2 separate regions of the Mus musculus genome follow, and region 2 is linked to region 1. The links are chromatin contacts, called in public promoter capture Hi-C maps. All regions are on one chromosome and are shown on one strand. Each heading gives the region's core, a stretch centred on a gene start, on an enhancer-like site or on the middle of the called end of the contact. The rest is flanking DNA. Distances are from core to core; before and after follow the strand shown.

Region 1 (5,381 bases), core at 994-3,493:
AATGTATGTATATTCTATACTTAGCCGTAATCTGCTCTGTTAACCTCACACTCCACTACACTGAATTCAGGTGTATTTGTTTAACTAGTGTTGACTGAGTACCTACTATGCACAACATCTACAGCCAATGAACTAAGAAGAATGAAAATAGGATTCTGATATAGGAAATGTGAAGCAAAACAATAGTACTTGCTGTTATGCACAGCTACTTATGGGCGCACACTCTCTCATTCAACCCACATGTCCCCCTGGTTTGTTCGGAAAGGCAGAGGTTTAGAGAAGACACACACTTTGTAAAAGACCATCTAGCTAGAAAGTACCAGAACCAGATTCAAACCTGGATTTGATCTCCAACACAGGATAGCCAGGCACAAAGATGCAACCTACAATCTCAGCATTCACAGGCAGAGGCCCGAGTGTCCGAGACTGAAGATCATCCTTGAATAGTGAGTTCAAGGCCAGCCTGAGACCTATGATCTCCTACTTCACAACAGAAAAAGGCACAGAATATTAACAACAACAACAACAGAACTAAACAAAGCACTATTTCTCTAATCTGTAAGATAAGTGGAGTCTAGTAACTGGTAAGGAATATACTCTATAAAACTACTCTCAAGTCTTGTCAAACTACTACTAAAGAGGGTGTTTATACACTTCTGAAATGCTGTTAAAGAAATCAGTACTTACTTGATAATCGTTTCTCTTAATATTTGGAACATCCATGTTGTGAGTAGAAGGACAAATGTCTTCATATTTTTTGCCAGTGAAAATGTCAATTCCAACAAGGTGTACCTGACAGAGGAGAGAACCACAGGAAACATGTTTAATCTCTGTCAGCTATGTCACTCCCTACACAGCAGCACAATCCCAGCTCTGACTGTAATGGAGCCTTTCACCTCTTCCAAGGTCATCTTACTTTCTTTAAAAAAAGTTGCAGTGACACAGAACGAGATTCAGTAAGTACCCAAAACCCGAACAGTTTCATGGCATCAAAACTCAACACACCACACACGTCAGCAAGTCAATTAACAAGAGTCCACAGAAAGTGAAAACCAAGTCTCTTAGAATTAGAAGAACAGGCTTGTTTCTACTAAACACGGATTTAAAAAAGTTTTAGTTTCCAGTTAATGAAACATTCTAAGGGTCCGATTAAATGGAGAGCTTTACTGAGAGTAATGTCTGACCATTCAAGAGACTGAGGGGAAGGAAAAAAAGTTATTTTTCAATATAGAAACCTCACGATGTAGAATGGAACACGAATGATCTTAACGGTGAAGCCAAAAAATGACTTGGAAGGGCCTACCTTGGCATGACCATGCTTCCCAGTCTTGGAAGTTGACATCTCCACGATTTTGCATGGTCGCCCTTTGAGCACGACGAAGCCGTTTTTGCGCAGGGCTGAGCACTGCATAGGATAAGTGCTGGAAGCCCCTGCATCTCCAGTAGTGAAATCAATTTCGTCTGCCATGGTGGACTGGGGAGATGTGCGGTTTTTCTGAGGGAACTATGCGAAAAGTTTGTTTGCGTTTTAATAACCGGCATGCAGGCGGGGTTATGTCTCATTTTGAAGACAGGTAGCCGAGCATCACTAGCCCGTTATGTTTGCATTTATAGAACACCCACTCTGAGTGGAGTATACTTTGCCATTCAGGCCTCTGAAAACTTTTCCAGCCCTTGGTGGGAGGTGGGGAAAGGAGCCGCAGAAGAGCTCGCCGGAGAGTGAAGGCGACACCAGCGCCCAGCCGGCAGGTCCAGTCCCCACCACCCCACCGCAAGAAGTGCCCACGACCTTCCTGCGCCGGGATGCGGGGCCCGGCGCCTCCCTCCGTCCCATCCCCGCTGCCAAGGTATCAGCCAGGCCGCAGGTTCGGGGAAGACTGGGACAGGAGCACCCGGCCGGTTGCACCTGGCCCTCAGTGCGCCTAGGACCCGCAGCGGCGCCGCCCTGGCATCCCGGTTCGGCCCAGCGGTAAAGGGCCCTAGCTCCGGCGGTCCCGCGCTTGCCGCCCTCCAGTTCCCAAGCATCTCGGCTCCTCCCCTCGCCCGGACCCCAGCATCACCGGCTGCATCCCCCGCCGCCCCGCCGACCCGGCCCCAGGTCTTCACCTTCCGGCCCCGCACCGCACGCCTTTGCTGCGTCCGCCGGTCCCTGCGGCTGCGGCGGCGCTGGCGGCCGCGGCTGGTCCAGGAGACGGGGCGGGGCCGCCACGCTTCCCACACCCGGCTCCCCGCCCCGGCCCGCCCAGCCCGGGCCCGCCCCGCCGCGACCACACTTCCGGGATAGGCCCCGGCGCGCCACAGGCCCCGCCTCCAGGTCGCCCATTGGCTCGAAGCTTCCCGAGGTCCCGCCCCGTCACGTGAAGCTCGCCCTGGCAACCCCACGTGCTGCGGATTAGTGCACTTCCGGCGTGCAGAGCTGCCTGCAGTCGACTGTTTGAAGCTTCGCAGTGTTCCCGGGCGAGATGCATCCTCATCTTCAGTTCGGCGCCCAGTTGACCTTGGGGACGACTATTAGGACCAGGTAGCTTGCTCTGGGCCCTAGCACGCAGGTGCGTGGATGCTGTCACTTAATGGTCTTCAAACTCTCAAGTCCTGCTGATTTTGCAAGAGTCCCGAGTGTTGGTGGAGTGGAACTTTGATTCAAGCTTCTGGTACAGCTTGCAGCCCTCCTTGGGGCTGGAATCCGTGCTTGGAGCTCGAAGAGTGCTAGGTGTGGTATGCTATTTCATGATTCTGCATTGTAGATCCTCAGAGGACTCCAGACACTATGACGAGGTGCTGGTGAAGTCAGCAGTGTTCTCAGGGGCGGGAAATCCCATGTACCCGAGACTCTACGGTGACCTTTGATCTTCCTGGCATCGGTGTGCCCTAGAGTTTGAGGTTTTGTTTTTGTTTTTGTTGTTAAATGATTAAAGACAAAGATTCTCGAGAAGTGTGCTTTCCTTTCACAGTTTTATCATAGCTTCATCTCTCACCTTGGAAAGAATCAAGGTAATTAACTGACCACCCCACAACCCAGTTCATGTTGTTCAGTGATTTGGTATTGCTGTCCTATAAACAAATCTAGTCTCATAGTCACTTACACGTATATGCAGAACACATTTCATTTGTGTTGTCTAGAAGCAATAAGCACATGGCTTCCATAAAGTAAACTCTGCCTCTTGTTACAGAAAGAGCCGAATTAGGACCCCTGGCTTCTGAGTTCCCTCTGCTTTTCCCTATTGTTGTTGTTACTATTGCTCCTGCTAATACTTAAGTAAGAATTACATAGTGTACTGTTTCATCTCTATTATTAAATCTTGACTACTAAAGTTTTTGTTTAAACTAAGGTTAATGTTAGAATATATATGAAATAAGATTTAAGAGGCTTGAAAAAGGAAATCAGATGTACGATCACCTCCATTGTCAGGATATAGTAGAATATTATCACGTTCCAAAATTTTCTGTGCCTTTTGGTCATCAGCCCTCTTTTTCACCCCTACCTTACACCCAGCCAGACCTTCCCAACTATTAACAGTTACTCTTTTACTCCTCATTTTGAATTATGGGGAAAGGCTGGGCAGGACAATAAGGCAGGGTATAAGAGCCACTCATAATCAAAGTTGAAATCACTTCTTTGTCTATCACCATATTCATGTAAGATTTGTATGTGGACCCAAATGACTATTTAATTCGACAAATACAGTGACTTTTCCCGAGGTCTCTAGAACACTGAAGTGGCAAATTCTCAGCCCTTGATTCTGGGAGAGTTACAGTATTAGGTTCCTTGTAGGTTCCGGAGGCCACATTTTCATGGTGAACAAGTGATTGGTATGTTTAGTTCTACAAGAGGCACGTTATTTCACATGTATTTTTTTAACTTTGGGCGTGTGGCTAAAAGCACTAAGCCTGAAGGTATTTGATGTACCCACTTGTCTTCTCTATTTGGCACAACAGAACCTTGTGCATAGGAACACCAAAGAACATTTCAGCATGGGGTTTGGGAGGTCGGGGTGTGGGGGGGGAGTGCATTTTAAGCAGGGTAATCACCAACAGAAGGCATAACATGCAAATCAGAAAGCAGAGCTCTGAAAAACATAGCAAATAGACCGGAAAGAACATGTACGTGCAGTTTGATGTTTGAAACCATGTTTGACCTCAGCTCAGCTCTCTGCACGTGCACAGCGGATGGATGCAGAAAGCATGCTGTTCTGGATGGTTTCTCTTGTATCTTTATGCAAACCCACAAACGTAGAATCCAGAAATAGTGAGGGTTGAGCGTCTTATTTATTTATTTATTTATTTATTTATTTATATAATTTATTGACTATTTATTTGAGCATTCTTACTTCTGGAATTTCCAGCCAGCCCCTTGTCCATAGGCTGCTTGACATCCGTCAGTCTAGTAATTTCCAAGAATAACTAGGACAGACATAACTACAGGACTGACAAAAGGAGCCCCTCCTGTACAGCCTGGGTGTTGGTGAAGGGGGAATCCAAGAGTTTCCTACAGATAGGTTGAAAGGTTTTTTTAAAAGCTGAAATTAAGACCCATTAATATATTTAGTTTGACCTAATCAATATGTTCAAATATTCTTTCACATGTAACTATAAAACTATTACTAAGCTATTGTACATTCTTTTCTTTTTTTAAGTTAGTACTAACTTTTTGCAATCTGGTGTGTATTTTTGGTTCAACGTCTAAGTTCATAGCAATAACATTTCAGGTGCACCGTAAGCTGTATGCGGCTGGTGGCTTGTCTGTGGACATCACAGATTGGAAAGTATCACTACAGCTTCTCTGGATGTGACCAACTAACCTGAGAATTGAAGTTTGGATAGAGGCTAGCAGTAAGACGCTGTTAAAAAGTTTGGATATGAAGTTTCTCCCAATAGACAGATAGACTGAGACCTTGGGTCCCCAGCTGGTGGCACAGTTTTGGGAGATTTCTGGAAATTTGAGTGGTTGGGACCTGACTGGAGGAAGAAGACCATGAAAGGTGTGTGTCTGATGTTATCTTGTCCCTTTCATCTTTCTGTCTTTTCTGCTTCCTACCGTCATGGGGAGAAGATGCTTTCAGATACAAACTCCTGGGTCATGACATTGTCCAAGCACACAGGGCCAAACCATGAGCCAAAATAAGTACTTCCTCGCTTAAGATGCTTGCGTCGGGTATTTGGGCCACAACAATAAAATGTTAGCTCGGAAAGTGTTTGGAAAATGCATTTAAACCAAATGCAGCAGGAATACAAGAGCCCAAATGACAGAATCATGGTTTTATCCTCCACTGCAAATGGCTTAGTATGTTCTGTAAAGAGATGGGTGAATTTTTACTTTGTTCTAAGAACAGTAAACCCTAAAATCATACAGATGATGAAATGGAAACTTAAAAAAAAATTAG
Region 2 (5,238 bases), core at 398-2,897, 5.0 Mb before region 1:
TAATGTGCAATTATTAAGCATATGTTTAACCACAAGATATCTGTTCAGAATACCAATGAACATCATCACAACCACTAATCTCTATGATGTCAAAAAGGAGACTGACCTGCAAACAGAGTTCTCCAAACCTTGAAACACCCACAATGGAGGAAACGTAACACTCTAGTACTTGTTTTTTTTTGATAGGGATTCACTATAGAGATCAGGCTGGCCTTGAACCCACCTCTGTTCAGCCCACCTCTGCCTCCTGAGAACTAGGGTTAAAGGCATGTACTGTCAATGTCCAGCTCTCTAAGGCTTTTGGTAAGAACAACTACTGTTTTTTTTTTTTTTTTTCAGCTTATCTTTAACCCTCCCCCCCCAATATCCTACCAGGTAAATGTAAACAGACTTGGATAAGCACATAATTTTTGCATGGGATGAGTGTAGAGTGACTTACTGTGATTTCTAAGTGCGAAATATCTCTCACGATGCCACTTCCTAAACAGATCAACACCATGAAAAAACCAAACTCCCGAATAGAGCTAATTCTTCCAATCACTATATCACCACGTTCAATATCTCGGAAGAAGAGCTCTCTCCGGTCCATGCTTGGCATCTCCATGAACTGCTCTAAGGGTGGCATGACCGCATAAAGATCTGGAATAAAATAAAACCAAATCACCACGATCATTCTGACTTCCTTCTCCTTTGATAAAATGCTTTAAACTAACCAGTAAATCTTGAAAAGCTTCTCAGACTAAACTTACTGTCATTGTCGTCATGCACTTCAGAGGGTGGAGATGCGTCTGATTTCCAAGACAGTGCAAAAAGCAGATCCGCTTTTTTAGAGATGAATTTTTGTATTTCAATGTTGTCAACTCTCTTCTCTTTCCTTAAAAGAAAGGTGACTATATACATGTACATATATATATATATATATATATATATATATATATATATTTTTTTTTTTTTTTTTCACTGATCCACGCTCTCATACATCCAAACTCGTGTACGGCAGTTTTCATCACCCAACCCTGCTTAGTGTCTCCAGGGGAAGTTTTATTTATTTTAGCTTTTCAGTATGCATTTATTTAGTGCTGTGATGTGGCGTCCATGTGCCACCGTGTGCAACTGGGGGATCATAGGACAAGGCTGGGATTGGTTCTCGCCTACCCTTGCGAAGCCTGGGAATCGGTCAGGTCAGGCCGCTCGATGGAAAGTGACTTTACCCACTGAGTTCCGGAAGAAGTTTTAAGCCCGTTCTCTCTGGAAACGGGAGCAGGGAAGCTTTGGCGGCGGCTCGGAAGGCGCATCCCGGCCATTCAGCCCGGAGCCAGTGCCTGGTCACACACCCCGGGGCTCGGTCCCTCCTGTCCGCCCCGCGCCCCGGCCCGGGTCACGGCCCCGATACCTGCCGGCTCCCGGAGGAGGCGCCGCGCCGCGGGCTGGCTCGGCCGCCGTGCCCAGCAGGCTCCGGAAGTGCGGGTTGTCCTGCTGTTCACTCCGCAGCAGCGACAGCAGGGCCGGGCCGTGGCAGCCCAGCGACTGCCGCAGCAAGTCGCGGTCCATGGCGAGCCCGCCAGGCTCCGGCGTCCGAGCCCGCGCTCCCGCAAGCCGAGGGAAGCTGCCCGGACGCGCTAACCTCCCGGAAGCGCTCGCGGCGGCGAGCTGCCTCAGTCTCGCGAGACCTGGCGGGACTACGGGAACCCGCAGGAAGCGCGAAGCGGGTCTGGCGCCGAGGGCGGAGTAAGGCTGGAGGTGTGACGTGTGGGGACGCCTGAGCTTAGCACGTACGTCGGGCTGTGTGGTTCCTAGGTCGCCAAGGCCAGAGCTCCGGTCTCTTTTTCACCGGGTGCTGCCGAGTTCAGCGGTGCAAGGGTGGCTGGGCGGCCGCGGAGGAAGTTTCCTCAGTCCTGTCTGCCCGGGGCGGCGCCCGCGTCCCCTCAGGATTGCCTCAAGGTGGCGGTCGCAGGAAAGCTGCCTGCTAGACCGACGTGGGGCAGACAGACAAGGACCTACAGTTGACTTGGCGGCGGCTGGAGGCGTGTCCACCTTGTTTCTCGCTGCCTTTTAGAGGGATGTGGCTGTCACCAGCCCGGAGAGCTTTAAAGCGCAGCGCGCATGCTCTGTTCTGGCGTGGCTTTGTAGGAGTTTTAGGATAAGCTGCCTACTACTAGGGTGATATCTGTGGGCTGCCTGGTACACACTGGTACCGAGTGCTTTAGGTGGCTTACTTAAAACTGGCCAGCGTTTGCTGGCTACACTTCAGTGCTAGCTCTACACCGAGTGTAACCCATAACCCCACACAACTTTGTTCTACACCTGGGCACCACACCCATACCATCAGGGCTTTTGTTTGTTTGTTTGTTTTTTGTTTGTTTTTTTGTTTGTTTTGTTTGTTTGTTTGTTTTCCAGTTACAGGGGTTTCGAATTCATTTTCTTTCGTGACAAATACGTGATTTTTGAAAGGGACAGGACACTGGATAGTTGACCAGACCAGAGGGGGTACAATGGAAAGTGAGGGAGTTGGTTAGTGCTTGGGTTTTCAGCATGCTAGCCAAGGATTCTCTCTACCACTGAGCTACAACCCCACCTACATTTTTTTTAACTTAAAAACTCTCCAAGAAACTTTAAAGAAATATGAATAGTTTAATGAACTGTTGGGAGGGGGTGGTACAGGGTACGAAAATGGTGAAGGAAATGAAGAAAGCAGAATATTCCAAACAGATTTTCACTGCTTGGTTTCTAACCCTACTTTTACTGTGATTTCAAATTTCATCTTAAAAGTAAACACATAAGCCGGGCGTGGTGGTGCACGCCTTTAATCCCAGCACTTGGGAGGCAGAGGCAGGTGGATTTCTGAGTTCCAGGCCAGCCTGGTCTACAGAGTGAGTTCCAGGATAGCCAGGGCTACACGGAGAAACCCTGTCTCGAAAAACCAACCAACCAACCAAACAAACAAACAAAAACCAAAAAACAAACAAAAAATAGTAAACACATATGTATATCCTGTAACAAACACTAGACTCTAAAGATGAAAATACGCCCTGGCTCGGAGTGACTCTGTTTGTTTGTGGAAGACAGATAAGAATAAAGGCATAAAGCTATAACACTGAAGGTTAATGTGGCTACCTAAGGTGTGGCCTCAGATCTTTTTTTTTTCTAAATTAGGTATTTTCCTCATTTACATTTCCAATGCTATCCCAAAAGTCCCTCATACCCTCCCCCCCCACTCCCCTCCCCCCCACTCCCCCTTTTTGGCTCTGGCGTTCCCTTGTACTGGGGCATATAAAGTTTGCAAGTCCAATGGGCCTCTCTTTCCAGTGATGGCCAACTAGGCCATCTTTTGATACATATGCAGCTAGAGTCAAGAGCTCCGGGGTACTGGTTAGTTCATATTGTTGTTCCACCTATAGGGTTGCAGATCCCTTTAGCTCCTTGGCTACTTTCTCTAGCTCCTCCATTGGGGGCCCTGTGATCCATCCAATAGCTGACTGAGATCATCCCTTCTGTGTTTGCTAGGCCCCAGCATAGTCTCACAAGAGACAGCTATATCAGGGTCCTTTTAGCAAAATCTTGCTAGTGTATGCAATGGTGTCAGCATTTGGAGGCTGATTATGGGATGGATCCCCGAATAGGGCAGTCTCTAGATGGTCCATCCTTTCTTCTCAGCTCCAAACTTTGTCTCTGTAACTCCTTCCATGGGTGTTTTGTTCCCAATTTTAAGAAGGGGCAAAGTATCCACACTTTGGTCTTCGTTCTTCTTGAGTTTCATGTGTTTAGCAAATTGTATCTTATATCTTGGGTATTCTAAGTTTCTGGGCTAATATCCACTTATCTTTGAGTACATATCATGTGAGTTCTTTTGTGATTGGGTTACCTCACTCAGGATGATGCCCTCGAGGTCCAACCATTTGCCTAGGAATTTCATAAATTCATTCTTTTTAATAGCCGAGTAGTACTCCATTATAACAAAAAACCTAGGATAGCAAAAACTCTTCTCAAGGATAAAAGAACCTCTGGTGGAATCACCATGCCTGACCTAAAGCTTTACTACAGAGCAATTGTGATAAAAACTGCATGGTACTGGTATAGTGACAGAAAAGTAGACCAATGGAATAGAATTGAAGACCCAGAAATGAACCCACACACCTATGGTCACTTGATCTTCCACAAGGGAGCTAAAACCATCCAATGGAAAAAAGACAGCATTTTCAACAAATGGTGCTGGCACAACTGGTGGTTATCATGTAGAAGAATGCGAATTGATCCATTCCTATCTCCTTGTATTAAGGTCAAATCTAAGTGGATCAAGGAGCTCCACATAAAACCAGAGACACTGAAACTTATAGAGGAGAAAGTGGGGAAAAGCCTCGAAGATATTGGCACAGAGGAAAAATTCCTGAATAGAACAGCAATGGCTTGTGCTTTAAGATCGAGAATTGACAAATGGGACCTCATGAAACTGCAAAGCTTCTGTAAGGCAAAAGACACCGTCAATAAGACAAAAAGGACACCAATAGATTGGGAAAGGATCTTTACCTATCCTAAATCAGATAGAGGACTAATATCCAATATATATAAAGAACTCAAGAAGGTGGACTCCAGAAAATCAAATAACCCCAATTAAAAAATGGGGCTCAGAGCTAAACAAAGAATTCTCATCTGAGGAATACTGAATGTCTGAGAAGCACCTGAAAAAATGTTCAGCATCCTTAATCATCAGGGAAATGCAAATCAAAACAACCCTGAGATTCCACCTCACACCAGTCAGAATGACTAAGATCAAAAATTCAGGTGACAGCAGATGCTGGCGAGGATGTGGAGAAAGAGGAACAGTCCTCCATTGTTGGTGGGAGTGCAAGCTTGTACAACCACTCTGGAAATCAGTCTGGCGGTTCCTTAGAAAATTGGACATGGTACTACCTGAGGCTCCCGCAATACCTCTCCTGGGCATATATCCAGAAGACGTTCCAACTAGTAAGAAAGAAACATGCTCCACTATGTTCATAGCAGCCTTATTTATAATAGCCAGAAGCTGGAAAGAACCCAGATGCCCCTCAATAGAGGAATGGATAAAAAAAAAATGTGGCCTCAGATCTTTAGGCCGAGGGTAGTAGAGTCGCTGGGGGAGTTAGGAAATGAGCAGTTAGGTAAGTGGGCTCTACACATGGGGCAGGAAAATGTGAAAAGTCAGATGTGTTCTGGAGACCACAATGTGAAATTAAAAAGGTAGGGCTATTTCCACTAACAGGC

The links. Promoter capture Hi-C pulls out the DNA fragments that hold promoters and counts their contacts.
Region 2: a promoter capture Hi-C map of pre-B cells shows a contact between it and region 1, with 5 times the contacts expected there. The contact joins the promoter of Ttc14 here to the promoter of Eif5a2 in region 1. A contact is called at or near these places in 1 of 39 promoter capture datasets (pre-B cells) and 1 of 484 Hi-C or Micro-C datasets (pre-B cells).

The regions. Positions count from the first base shown.
Region 1 is chr3:28,778,139-28,783,519 of GRCm38.p6, reverse strand. Eif5a2 (eukaryotic translation initiation factor 5A2) reads right to left here and starts at 2,243. Exons shown (of 5, transcript NM_177586.6): 1 at 2,107-2,243; 2 at 1,304-1,504; 3 at 688-792. The coding sequence starts at 1,468. It overlaps 1700112D23Rik (RIKEN cDNA 1700112D23 gene), which reads left to right and starts at 2,398. Exons shown (of 3, transcript NR_166152.1): 1 at 2,398-2,549.
Region 2 is chr3:33,796,592-33,801,829 of GRCm38.p6, reverse strand. Ttc14 (tetratricopeptide repeat domain 14) reads right to left here and starts at 1,647. Exons shown (of 12, transcript NM_027619.4): 1 at 1,394-1,647; 2 at 750-874; 3 at 440-639. The coding sequence starts at 1,551.